Regions from separate parts of the Mus musculus genome. Here region 2 is linked to region 1. A link is a contact called in public Hi-C data. All regions are on one chromosome and are shown on one strand. Each heading gives the region's core, a stretch centred on a gene start, on an enhancer-like site or on the middle of the called end of the contact. The rest is flanking DNA. Distances are from core to core; before and after follow the strand shown.

The links. Hi-C and Micro-C count contacts between places; a contact is called where the count stands out from the background.
Region 2: a contact with region 1 is called in a Hi-C map of bone marrow-derived macrophages, with 3 times the contacts expected there. The contact joins two enhancer-like sites. A contact is called at or near these places in 8 of 484 Hi-C or Micro-C datasets (the G1E-ER4 cell line, the HL-1 cell line, adipose-derived mesenchymal stem cells and 4 more) and 1 of 115 datasets of contacts at active chromatin or transcription factors (CD8 T cells).

Annotation. Positions count from the first base shown.
Region 1 is chrX:159,057,982-159,064,905 of GRCm38.p6, reverse strand. No RefSeq gene overlaps it. Among named protein-coding and RNA genes, the nearest start is that of Rps6ka3, 190 kb to the left of the region's middle. Within about 2 kb of position 3,380, at least 23 of the 459 cell types and tissues checked have an H3K27ac peak or open chromatin away from gene starts, as enhancers often do. A contact at or near this core is called in bone marrow-derived macrophages, where this site is marked.
Region 2 is chrX:159,141,016-159,147,939 of GRCm38.p6, reverse strand. No RefSeq gene overlaps it. Among named protein-coding and RNA genes, the nearest start is that of Rps6ka3, 110 kb to the left of the region's middle. Within about 2 kb of position 2,804, at least 27 of the 459 cell types and tissues checked have an H3K27ac peak or open chromatin away from gene starts, as enhancers often do. A contact at or near this core is called in bone marrow-derived macrophages, where this site is marked.

The sequences.
Region 1 (6,924 bases), core at 2,131-4,630:
AGCCTTCACAAATGCCCCCCCCTAAAAAAACCCAACAATGAGATGCCAGGACTGGGAAAGAGATTTCTCTTTCCCATAGAGATAAGAGATAGAGAGAAATCTATCCCAGTGAAACACCATCAGAGTTCTCCAAGGTAAATTACAAAATATAGCCATTTATCTTTTAGCCAAGTGTGTGATCAGAACTGTATCCTTTGCTTTTCTCCTTTGGTAAATCAGTGTTTATTTTCTAAGCCTTTATTGCCCCATCTGCAAAATGGGAGACAATAATAACTGCCTTGCCAACCCAATCCAAAGACAAAATGAGGTCATATAAAAGCTGTATATTTGTAGCACCCACAAATGTAAAGATTCCTGAGTTTTTAATGTTTGTTTGAGCTCTCCCAACTCATCAGGGGTTTATGCTGCCTTTCCAGCATGGGTCCTTTTGAGCAGAGTGACAATTCTTTACCTTTCTGTGACTCAACACTTACAGGGCTATCATGGTCTTCTGGCTTTAGCTCTCAAGTGACTCCTGCCAGTCATAACCTATTTATTTCACTCACTTTGTCCCTCTCTGAGCCATTGTAGACACTGTTGCCAGACACACTCTAAAAACAGATCTCTGATTTTTTTCTTTCTCATACCTAAAACAAAACAGAGACATAAAATCCTTTTTGCTTGCCATAGCTAAGTCTAACTTTTCTTGGTATATGCTAATCAAGACCCTTTAGCAATGTCACAGGCTTCTTATTTCTAGCACCAAAGCTCCTGCCACATAGTCTATGCCTTGTTCTAAGAGACCCAGACTCAAGTTCTAGTGCAGTCTCTCATTAGCAGTGCAACCTGCGACCTGTTACCTTTCAATGCCTCTGTTTTTTTCTCTGTAAAAGGAGCTGCTGCTGATAACACTTATTTTATGATATTGTTTTTAGAACTGTATAGTGTGATATATACTAAGTTCTCAGCACAGTCCCTTGCATAATTAAGTGGTCAAGAAATGTTATTCGCTATGGATATTTGCATCAGCATTTGAGATTATAATTTTCATTTCCATGTGTTGTTTCTTCATCTGGGAAGCCCCTTCATCTTGGCCCCATCACTTAAAATCACAATCATTTCTCATGTGACCTTGGCAAGTTATTTTGAGTCTTCTCAGCCTTTGTTTCTTCATCTGCAGAATGCAGAAAGTCATAGCTAAAGTATTTCATTGGACCGTTCTATGGGATTCATGAGATTATATGGAGGCTCTTTTGTGAACTAGAAAGTATGGTGTGCACCTGCTCTAGATTTCTTTGATTATCCCCTGCTTATTCATCATCAGTTTGCTAGTTCCTGAATATATACTTTGTACTTCATTTTTGACGTTTGTCATAGCCCAGCCTTGTTATAATTGTTCTTGCAATTTATAGCCATATCTTCCTCTTTGTGGAGATAGGGTCTTATTCTGTAGTCCAGGCTAGACCTGAACTCATGACAATCCTCCCCCCTCTCCACACCTCAGCCTCAGAAGTACTGGAGTCACATGTGTGCACCTCCACACCCTGCTTGGATGGGATGCCTTTAAAGGGTACAAGCAGTGTCTCTGGCTGTTGCAGTACAAGACAGGGCAGTATGCTTGCTGAACTGAGCTGAGATGTAAATTCATAATACAACTTGAGTGGGTAACTTGTGTGTGTTTGTGTGTGTGTGTGTGTGTGTGTGTGTGTGTGTAGGCAAGAGGGCAAGATGTCAGTGTTCAGCGTCTTCTATCACTCATCCACTTTTTTTTTTTTTTTTTTTTTTTGGAAAAAAGGGTCTCTTGTTGGCCTGGAACTTGCCATGTAGGCTTGGCTAACTGAGAGCTCCAGGGACTCATCTGTTTCTAATGCCTCCTCCACCCAGCACTGGGATTACAGATGCACACCACCATGGCTAGATCTGAACTCAGGTTTGCATGCTTATATGACAAACACTTTACAAAGGGGAGCAATCTCCAGAGCCGGAGTTGGTATTTTTATTTTTGTATCTTTCTTTACTCTGAGATAGGAATCCCTCACAGGGAAGTTCCTACTTTTACTGACTAGGTTACAAGCACAGACCAGAACTATGTCATGGGTGGCTTCCAGCTGAATTGCAGCAGCCACTGGGGACTTGTTAGAGCTGAAGAAACTTGGGCTTCACCCCAAACCTACTGAATCAAATTCATATGGCTGGAAAGGAGGACTTTGTGTTTGAGCAAATTTTATGCATATCAACATCTCAGAAGCATTTATGTAGACAGTTTAAAAGGAGAAAAATTAATCTCCATTTGACATTTTATAAAGGAGTGCTTATTTGTAATAGTCTGTTTAATGAAAAGGCGATTTATTGCTGGCAAACCATATGTTTTCGAATAAGCAACATTCCTTTCAATTTAACAGAATTTTCTGGAGTATCCCAAAACTCAAGGAACAGTTATTTTTTACTGGTTTATTATTAGTATGGTATACTTTAAGTTTAAAAAGAAAGAGGAGAATAAAATGTAGAAGAAAAAAAAAGCAGCCATTGGTACTTTGCCTGATCATGTCTATGAAAGTGTGAATTGGTTTTTTGTAAGAGCATGGGGCTGTTGACTGTATATCCCCCATAAAAGTCTTATCCCTTGTTGTTAGTGGAGAAAATCATCGTAAAGTCTCTGCTTTTCCACTTTGAAAGCTTCATGCTTCCATATTGAAAATAGGAACTGTATATTGCAAACAGTAATGGCTCTCTGCTGGAACCTGTTAGAAATGTCATCCTCTCAGCTGTGGGAATAAACATGTCAGAACTTAGATGCTAATTACTGTCACATGAAATGCAAGGAGACATCTTAGGATTTCTTGGCTGTTAGGAACCCCATCTTCTTGCAAATGGCAGCACATCACAGGGACTTTTACACTGTACAGTTTATAATTTACATGACTGACCTGTTATTTTAAAATACCAACAGGAAGATTAAGGATGCTGAAAAAGCAAAGCCAGCCAATGCCCTTTGGCCTTCCTAAACCCAATGCAGAAAGTTCCCTGCATTTTAAGGAAGATTATAATCTGCCACAACAGAAAAAAGAGGGGTTACAAAAGGATTTATGTTCTATAATAAGTTTTGAACAATCCAGACTTCTCCTCAAGGAATTGCAGGCTGTAGTAAGATTGGGTTGTATAGGCATGGCTGGGTAATTTAGGCATAGGTTGTTTCTAATAAAAGAATGGGACAAAGGATTGCTAGGCTAAGTTTGATCTGTTCCTGAATTCTGGATCTTGTTTGGTGGTTTGCCAAGAGAATAAATCATGCAGGGCTTTGGTGAAACACATATGACTGCAGGACATTGGGACTTCTCTAGAACTAAATGATATTAAGTGAGTTAATATTTGTAAAGCACATTGCACAATGCCTACCACATGGAAACTGCTCTGCAAATGTTTGCTAAATACATGACAAGTTCTGCTTTGAATTGAGGAAGGCCTCATCTGTGTGCCTAGAAATACTTTTGAGTAAGTAAATGGATGGATCTTGACTGAATGAATGCCCTAAGTTTGAGACTATAGAACTCCCATTCAGTTGGTACCAATTGCTTGTTTTGTTCACAACTGGCCTTTTCCCCCTTAAACATTGTGGCTCACTTGAGATATGTCCAAGATCTACATAAATGAGAAAGCCACACTCAAGACAGTTTATTCTCAGATATCCACTTCAAGTTCAACTGGGGGGGGGGCGGGGGCTACATATTGGGTGAGTCGCCCAGGATAAATAGCTAAAAGTTGACATATTTCCCAGAGGAGTGGTGAAATACTCTAGCAAGAATGTCAGGAAACTCCCCTTGAATGTAATATATGGCTGGGGAGAGCTCTCAGTCCCTACTACTAAAACTTCTACTAAAGAATTACCAGACAATTCAGAGTCATCATCTTCCTGACTCATAAAAACAGCAGTGAATTGAAAACATTTATTGTAACTGTTTGTTTCTCATGCTTTCTGCCTTCTCTTCTAACATAGCTGTTCTCTCCTCCCCCTCTCTTTCCATCCATGTGTTTTGGAGAAACCAATTCTCTCTACATATTCAGGGATAGCCTAGTTGGCTGAAGGTTATCCCCAGTCTCCTTAAATAGACAGATGACCCAACTCTGGCAGATGAGACTTGAGACAGCTTGTTCAAAGGCTTCTAGGAAATGTCTTCACTCCTAAGAGAGCCACAAATAGAGACAGTCTCTTGCATGCCTGGTGTACATGCCTGAAGCAGCTGCAGCCATCTTGTTGCTTGTTCAAGGCTGATGACATCAGAATGGAAAGCTACTAAGGGGCAGAATAGGTTAAAGACTTTGTGAGCTGAAACGACCCATATGTTATCTCATCAATCATTCCAACCCTGTTTGAGGTAGCTAATGTTATCCCTAACGGGCAGGGTGAGTAAACCAAGAGGTTAAACAGCTCAGGGTCACACAACACATAGGTGGAAGATCTAAATTTCAAACTGAACTCTGTTCAACTTCAGAGGCTGTGTTTGTTGTTGTGCTGTCTGAACCTTGATTCAGATGACGAGTGAACAAGAAGCAGAACCTGAGAGCTGGCTGACCTATTTTTTCTTTCTTTCCTTTTTTCTTTTTTTTCTTTTGACTTCCATGCCTAACATTTGACCTTTTGACCCCTATTTCATCATGTGTAAGATAGTTGGACCAGATGTTTATGGAGGTTCTTTTTGGCTCTAAGATCTTTTGAAATGCTTGATAAACCACAGGAAGGGATAAAAGAAAACAAACAACATGCGTTTGGTATCTTGAGAAAGGACACTGGGCAGGATTTGCCCTTTGAGTCCAAGATTCAGGGAGCCCAAAGAACAACAGAAGGTTCCACGTGGCATTCAAGGGAACAAGCCTAAAACATATTTCTTGCCACAGCAAAAGTAATAGAGGTAGAAAGGGACCAGTGAGAGGTATTTTCTGCAGGTTCCTCTTCAGCAAAGCAACCAGCTTGATTGCTCAGTTCCTGAACAGGGAGTGAAATTCTGAAACACTTTTATGCTATCTCCAAAATGCTTAAACCATTACAGACATGCCAGTTTCCATGGTGCTTAAAGTATTACAGACATGCAATTTGCATTTAAAACATTCCAGACATGATGTGTGTGTGTGGGTACATTATGTGAAGTGTCTTTAAAGGTGACTTACATTCCCCACTTAGGTTCATTTGTTTTTGTTTTGTTTTGTTTTGTTTGGCTTTTTCTTTTCTGTGTTTGAACTTGATTTTGGATGGACAAGTAGCTATTGGATATAGTAGGGGTACCATAGGATATTTTGGTCCATGTATACATTGTGCAGTGATGAAATAAACACCATCAGCCTGTCTATCACCTTAAAGGTTTATCATTTTTTCCTGTGGTGAGAACATTCAAATTCTTTCAGCTATTTTGAAATGCGTATTAGACGTTGCAAGAAAACTTGTTTTTCTGATATTATCACCAGAGACAGCAGTAGTGCTCAGAGAAGCTTCATCCCCAAGTCACCAGGATGGGGAGAAAAAACAACCATACAGAGAATTTTGATTACCTATTTCTGTATACCAAACACTTAGTAATTTAATGCAAAAGCTATTTTATGTGCTGATGTCTGTTGATTAGTGAGTTGGAGAGACAAAGTTGGGACACCTTATGTCTGCCTGAGGATATCTGGACCTCTGGCTTGCTAGCTTGAAAGTGTAGAGAACTGGCTGACATGTGTATATTAGGGTCATGCAGTGCCTCAGTTCTTTGTTCCCTGGCTTCTCCATATGGCTAGTTGGATCTGCCTGTGGTGGTGGTTTCAAGATAGTTTGCCTTTGTTGGAATCAGAGAATGGAAGCTTGCCAGTCACCCAAAGGCTTGATGCTCAGGGTTATGGCTCAGAAACCAGTGCACTGTCATTTCTGCCACCTTCTACTGTCCAAAGCAAGTCACAGAGCATGCCTTGATTTAAGCCAAGGGGAGATGAACTCTGATTTCTGGAAGGGAAGGATGACAAAGACTTTGTGGCTATCTTTATGTTCCTTTAAGGCTCTGAACAGATTAACTCAAGACTGGCTGCTAAGAGAATATCCCATGATTTCTGAGATCATCATCCAGTGGGCAATCTTTAAGTTGTCAGCAACTAGTCTTTGAACCATCAGCTACAGTCACACTCTTAGAACTTTCACTGTTAGCTTTCAAAACTTTTCCTTTGCTTTTCTGCTTTTCAATAGCTAATCTTTTCCAAATTAAAAAAAATTTAAGAAGAAGAAATTGTCATTCTTTTGTTGATTTATAAAAACCTCTAAGTGATATCTGTATATCATTATACTAGCAAAATTTTGATGGTATTTAGTACATATAACAAAAATAAGGGCTGGAGAGATGGCTCAAGAGCACTGACTGCTCTTCCAGAGGTCCTGAGTTCAATTCCCAGCAACCACATGGTGGCTCACAACCATCTTTAATGGGATCTGATTCCTTCTTCTGGTGTGTCTGAGGACAGCAATAGTGAATACAGGAGGAGGGAGACCCTGCAGGAGGACCAGCAGTCTCAATTAACCTGGACCCGGGAAATCTCTCAGATACTGGAACACCAACTAGGCAGCATACACCAGCTGATATGAGACTCCCAACACATATACAGCAGAGGACTGCCAGGGAAGATGCACCTAACCCTCAAGAGACTGGAGGCCCCAGGGAGTTTAGAGGTCTGGTGGTGGTGGTGGGGGTAAGGATATCCTTGTGGAGACAGGGGAGTGGAGAGGAGGTATGGGATGTGGAACAGTCAGAGGGTGGACCAGGAGGGGGATAAAATCTGGAGTTTAAAATAAATAAATATTTTTTTAAAAAGACAAGATTGGCAAAATATAAAAGTGTTTCTTTGTTTTGACTCTCCAAAGAACCACAAACAATTCATCCTGTCTCTTTTTTCTGTACATTTCTGTATATACATTTGAGTCTATATGTA
Region 2 (6,924 bases), core at 1,555-4,054, 84 kb before region 1:
TTTATTCCTTAAACACCAGATGTTTGCCAACTCAGAGCCTCTTTCCTCAGCTTTCCCCTCTACCTACAATGCTCTTGACTCTCTGATGGGCAAGATGGATTATTCTCTTACTTTCTCCATGTCTCCTATGAATTTATTTTTTCTTATTTTTTATTTATATATTTAGTGAGTGTTTTTGCCACATGTTGCACATGTGGAGGTCAGAGGACAAGTTTCAGGAGTGGATTCTCTGCTTTCATCGTGTGTGTTCCAAGGATTGAATTCAGTTTGTCAGGGTTGGCAACAAGTGCCTTTGCCTACTAGGTCATCTTACTGGCCCTAGAAATTGAATATATTTAATCTCTAGGTAGGTCTATGATCCATCTAGGGTTAAGTTTCACATATGATTGGTGATTAATATTTTCCCAAATGACTGGATATTTGTTCAAATGCCATTGCTGAAAAGATCCCCATGAGATTAGTTTATCAAAAAATCAATTGTTCAACTTGCTGCAGTGGTGCTAGCCTCATAGGGTCCTTTCCTCAATGTAATGCCAGCATTTGAAAGGCAGGGGCAGGAGGACCATAAGTTTATGGCCAGCGTGTGCTACAGAGCAAGACTCAGTCTCATACACCAACAACAATCATTTACTAAAATTCATGTACTTATGGACATTTTATTCAGTTTCATTGCCTATATGTTAATTGGCTTTTGCCAATACCGTTCATTTAGTTTTGATTTTTTTTTGTGACTATCTTAGGGTTTCTATTGTTGTGATGAGACTCTATGACCAAAGCTACTTGGGAAGGAGAGGGTTGATTTGCCTTATACTTTCACATCATAGCCCATCACTGAAGAAAGTAAGCACAAGAATTCAGAGGAGGAACCTGAAGACAGGTTCCTTGGAGAGGCCAAGGAGGAGTCCTGCTTGTTGAATTGTTCCTCATGGCTTGCTCAGCCTGTTTTCTTAAAAAACCAGGGCTACCAGCCAGAGGATAGCACCACCCACAATGGGCTGGGCCTTCCCACATCAATCACTAATTAAGAAAATGCCCCACAGGCTTGTTTACAGCTCAATCTTATGGAGGCATTTTCTCCACAGAGGTTCCCTCCTCTCTGATGACTCTAGCTTATATCTAGTTGATAGAGAAGTATCTTGGACAGTGGCTGTGGTAGTTTAAATATGCTTGGTTCGAGGAACAGCACTATTAGGAGGTGTGGCCTTGTTGGAGTAGGTGTGGCCTTGTTGGAGGAAGTGTGTCACTGTGGGTGTGGGTGTTAAGACCCTCAGCCCAGCTGCTTGGAAGCCAGTCTTTTCCTGTTTGCCTTTGGAACAAGATGTAGAACTCTCGCCTGCCTGGATGCTGCCATGTTCCTTCTTTGATGATAATGGACTGAACCCCTGAACCTGTAAGCAGCCCCAATTAAATGTTGTCCTTGTAAGACTTACCTTCATAGCAGCAAAACCCTAACTATGACAGTGGCTTTCATAGGAAGTCTAAAATTATAGTGTAATTATTCTGACTTTGTTTTCTTACTAAGTCCTTTCCATTTCCATAGAAATTTTGGGATCAGCTCACCAGATTCTAAAAGAGAAGGGGTTGTTTGGATTTTGATTGTTAGTGCATCAAATATATACACCAATATGGGGAAAACCACATGTTAACAAGATTCAGTTTTCAGTTCCATGTATGGTGTGTCTTCCCAGCCACTTGGCCCATCTTTAACATATAGTTTTCAGTGTACATCCACTGCACAAATTTGTCCAATTTATCCACAAGTGCTTCATATTGTATGCTGTTATAAGTGGTGATGCTTTGAATTTACCTTTTATGTGTAGAGCTTTTTTGCGTGCATGTATGCCTGTACATCATGTGAGCACGTGGTGCCCACAGAGGTCAGAATTAGAGATGGTTGTGAACCCCAACAGTGTGAGCCACATTGTTAACTAGGTACTAGAAACCTGAAAGCAGAAAAGAGACACTAAAAACCTGGCGTAGTGGCACATACCTGTAATTCCAGCACTTTGGAGGTGGAGACATGATAATCCTGAATTTGAGGTCAGTGTAGATTATACATAGCAAGACCCTGTCTCAAAACCCCAAAGCTACAGGGCTGGAAAGTTGGCTCTGCAGTTAATAACACTTCCTGATTTTGTAGAGAACCCAGGTTTGGTTACCAGTACCAACTTGGTTTACAGCAATCCTTAACTCTAGAGTCAAGAACCCAGTGCCTTCCCTTGGCCTCAGTGGGTACCAGGTCACCACATGGTGCGCAGATATAAGTGCAGGTAAAACACCCACTGCCGGGCATGTGACTTGGTGGCAGAGATCTTGCCTAGCGCAAGCAATGTCCTGGTTTTCACCCCAAGCATTCAAAAAGGACACACCCAGAGCAACAGAAAATCAAAGGGAAGGTTTGGAATTTTTAAAACGTAAAGGCTTGAAGGAAAGGCCCCCATGAGTCATGCACTTGAACCTCTGAGGAAAGTGAGAGCTGATTGGCTGGCACTAGTGTCTTTGAGCTTAAAGGAGGCGTGATGATCTCGTTCTGCAAGTGTTGGGAAGATTGCAATCTTGAATCTACTGCTACTGCTGGCATGAGTCACCACCTCCGGGGTGAAGAAGTATTGCCAAACTAATCTGACAACCAGAGGAAGTAAATACAAGGAAGAATTGACCTTGATTTCTTTTCCAGACTTCTAGACTTCCAGTTTGCTTCTAGAATTTTCCATTGACAGGGTCAATATAGGAGATGGTAGTGCAAGAAAATTTTGGGTTATAGAATCTCAGCTTCAGCCTGACAAAGTATGATAAAGAGATTGGGCTTGATGTTGTGGGAAAATAGCTTCACAACTGATACTCTTACAGTTTATGATTTGAGGGAGAGACTGTATTTTATTTCTGCAAAAGGTATCTAGAGTGTGAATTGGCGGGCCATTAGAATGATTTTGAATCTTGAGAAAATGATACCAAAATTTAGGAAGTATCAAGTAAATATTTGTGACTGTAATAGCACTGCTTGAGAGGCCAGGGTCGGAAGTAGCCAATGTGCAGGGAAATTTGGATCAGTAGAGACATCTTAAGTCGGTTTCCCTTTCATAACTTGGCTATGTTCCCCATTGCTTAGCTTTCCTCTCACTTGTCTAGCTTATAAGTCTCCAGACTTCCCTTTTAGATACTAATGATTCAGTAGCCCACAGACATTTGTTCTGGCTACTTGAATTCAAACACTAAAGCTTAAGATAGCATGCCTGTCAATTTTCCAACAATAGTATTTTTATTTATTATTTGAGATTTTCATAGGTATATACAATGTCCTTTAATAATATCTTTAATCATATCTAACTCCCTGACTCTGGTTCCTCTTAGGTGCTTTTTATATCCCCTTTCTAACTTCATGTCTTTTCTTTTTGATACTCCACTAAGTCTACTTGGCCCCTATGTGTATGAATATAGAAACATCCACTGGAGCATGTGCTACCTACCAGTGACCATCCTTCAAAGAAAGTGGTTTTCCCTCCCTCAGTAGCCATCAAGCCAATAGCTCCTCAGGTAGAGGTGGGACTTTGAGTGCTCCTCCATCTAATGCACATGAATTTTAACAAATGGACAAAACGTTACTTTGGGCCTTTTCCTTTTTGTGGGTACGCTAATGTGTGGTTACATATATGTGTGCACATGTATGCAGAGCCTGGAGGGCAACCTCAGATGTCATTCTTCAGGGACTGGCTACTTTGTGAAAGGTTAATTTCACAAATAATAAAATTACTTACTCTGAGTGTTGGAGGCATATGGTTTTAACTTTTTTTTATATTTTTGTATTTTTTCTCAAAAGTATGAAAAGTTTTCATTTGAAATTACTTTTAAAACCCCATTAAGTAGAAATGAGGTAAATATCCATATTTCCTTATTTTTTCTTCTATAAAAAGATACATGTAAACTCAAAAATATCAGAAAATAATCAGATATGGGAAGTAAGGCTTATATCCACTCTTTTTGTTACAAATAACCACTTTTCTCAGTATCTAATTTCCTAGCCTTATCTCAATTACCAGTTGTATTAGTTTTTAAGTTAGCTTTTGAAAGTTGTTCTGAATTTCTGGTGTTTAATGCATATCTTAATAATAATGGGTCCAGTCAGAACTACAAATGATTTTAAACCTCAAGTTCCAAATATTTCTTTACTCCAGTGTCTTTGTATGGGAGGTGGGCTGCCCCCAGGAAGCCAGCCTGAAGGTTTGCTATGTGGACGTTTTTATTACATGTGTCTTGGGGGCCAGCACCTATGGGAAGGAGGAGACAACAGCGGGAGTAGTCAGAGGTGGGAGGATGGGGACCTATGTGACTAGGGTGACACATCAAACCTGTCAACTGTTGAACCTAAGCGGTCATGATTTTATGTCCCTGCCTTTTCACTTTGTTGGCTAACCAGGAAGGCATGTGCTGTGGAGCATAGGAGCCCTTTAGAGCTGAGAGTGTCCTTGAGGAACTCACAGCTAGGGGCTGCCTGGCACCACACCCTCAGTAGTGATGGCGATGACCCCAGGGTTTTCTATCTCCATTCCATGCCCAAGTATTCAAGAAACTTGCTCTATGTCTCAGATTGTGCAGGCCTTCTTCTCATTGCTCTACCACACACTTCTCATCGCACTTGACTTTTACACATGAGGAAACATGGCTGTGTTTGTTTTTCCTGATGAAAACCCAGCATGAGGCAATATTTTACACGTGGGCAACTCCTTGGAGTAGTATGCCTGCTCTACAAAGGAAGAAACTGCTTCGGGGAGTGTAAAAAATTTGGACCGGATAGTCTGCTTTTAATTTCCTTGTGTACTTTAAGGTAATTATGCTTGCATGTCCTTTTTTATTTTTATGGTGTGTGTGGGGGTGGTGGTGGTGGATGGGTGTGTGTACCTGTGTGTGTTCACATATGCATGAGAGGGCATGCATAGGTCAGAGGTCAATGTCCATTTTCCAGCGTCTACCACAACTCTTCTCTATCTTGCTGAACCTGGAGCTCAGTAATTTGGCTAGCCTGGCTGACTAGCAAATTCCAGAGACCTCCCTTCTTAGTGTCAGTATTCACTGAACTCTGCTTTTTGTGTGGGTGCTAAGGATCTGAACTTAGCTCCTGAAGCTTTTGTGGCAAGCACTTTATCTACTTAGTCATCTCACTGACCCTAATATGTATGTATGCATGTATATATATATTAGATATATATGTATATTATATATATGTGCATACATATACATATACATATACACATACACACACACACACACACACACACATATATATATTAGATGTACAATTGATAGGTCAGCAAGATGGTTCAGCAGGTAAAGTCACTTGCTGCCAAACCTAATGACCTGAGTTTGAACCTAGGCCCGACAGGTGGAAGGAGAGAACTGAAGCACACTGGTTATCCTTTGACCCTCACACATGCATATGCCATGTCCATACACAGAAATAAATGAATTTTTAAAAAGTTGTGTAACTGACAACCAACAGCCAGAGATATGGAGAATTCTCATTGGTTTGTTATAGCGATTTGCTAAGAATAGGCAGGGTTGTATGAAACAAATCAGTATTTTCTCCTTTGACTTGGGCCATAATTGCTTCCTCCTCTGTAGAATATCCCATTAGTCAGCAACTGCATGTCCCAGCCACATGGAACACAGAAGTGACTCAATTTGTTATCTGACAAACTGGAAAGTCAACACTAGCTTGGTGCTGTTTAAGTATCATTAGGAGAAGCAAATAGGAGCCCATTCGAACTTTGGAAGATGGCTCTTCTAGGGAACTGGTAGTCAGTTTTCTCATTGATCAGTTAGAAGGTCTGGGGAAAGTCTGGAATGAGAAAAAGGCCAGTTGAAATGAGAATATTCCAAGGCAGCATGTGGCAGGCTAAAGAGGATTGCAGTGAAAAATTCAAGACTAGCACTGGAATCAATGTGTGAAGCTGAGATAATCTTTCTGGGCCTCAGTTTCTTTTCCTGTAAATGTTGTTCTTCAATGCTTCATCTTTTATGATCACATGGAAAGAGGCAGAGCCAACAGTTAAAAATATATATATTTCAAAACATAAAATGGTACTTCTATTGCCTAGGTTCTTTTGTTCTTTTAATCATATAAGCCAGAGATATGTTAAGATTTGATAGAGCCATGTTTGGCTGTGTGTGTGTGTGTGTGTGTGTGTGTGTGTGTGTGTGTGTGTGTGTGTGTTTAAGTCTCTGGAGTTGAGGCAGAAGAATTGAGAGTTTGAGGCTAGCCTGAACTTCACAGCAAGTTCAAAGGTAGACTAGTTGGCATACACAGGAAGATCCCGTCTGAAGAAATCAAGGATTAGAAGCAGAGTGAGTTGGGTTTTATTTATCATCCCAGCAATTGGGAGGCTGAGGAGGGAGGGTTTGAGGCAGAATGGGTTATAGAGTGAAATCCTGTCTTAAAAACCAACTAACCAGCCAAGGGATAAGGATGTATTCCCTGTGGTATAGTGTATTATGTACCATCCCCTGGGTTTGATCTCTAGTACTGCAAAATCTGATAATAGTTTCAGGGCAGGTTGAGGAACTCCTAATTAATTTTCTTCTGTTAAGTCTTATAAAGCTGAAAGCTTCCATGTGGCCACCTTTGTACTTGGAAGAGGTAAAGCTGACATTTTCCCCGATGAAAGGGAGATGCTGGAGAACTTGGCACATTGTAGAGCATATACATTCCTGGACATAGTAGTTTGAGGCGCATGTTTACTCAAAAAGGTTTTGTTGCTTCAAATAAGCTGATGAAGCAATGATAAGTCAGTCAAGTAGAGGTATAAGGAGGTAGATTTAATTTTAAAAATATATTCAGGGGAAAAAAGACTCAGAAGGTACTCTGCTGCAGTAGTTGAAAGGAAATTGAAGCCTTCATTTATTTATTTTATTTAGTCCAAATACTGTCAA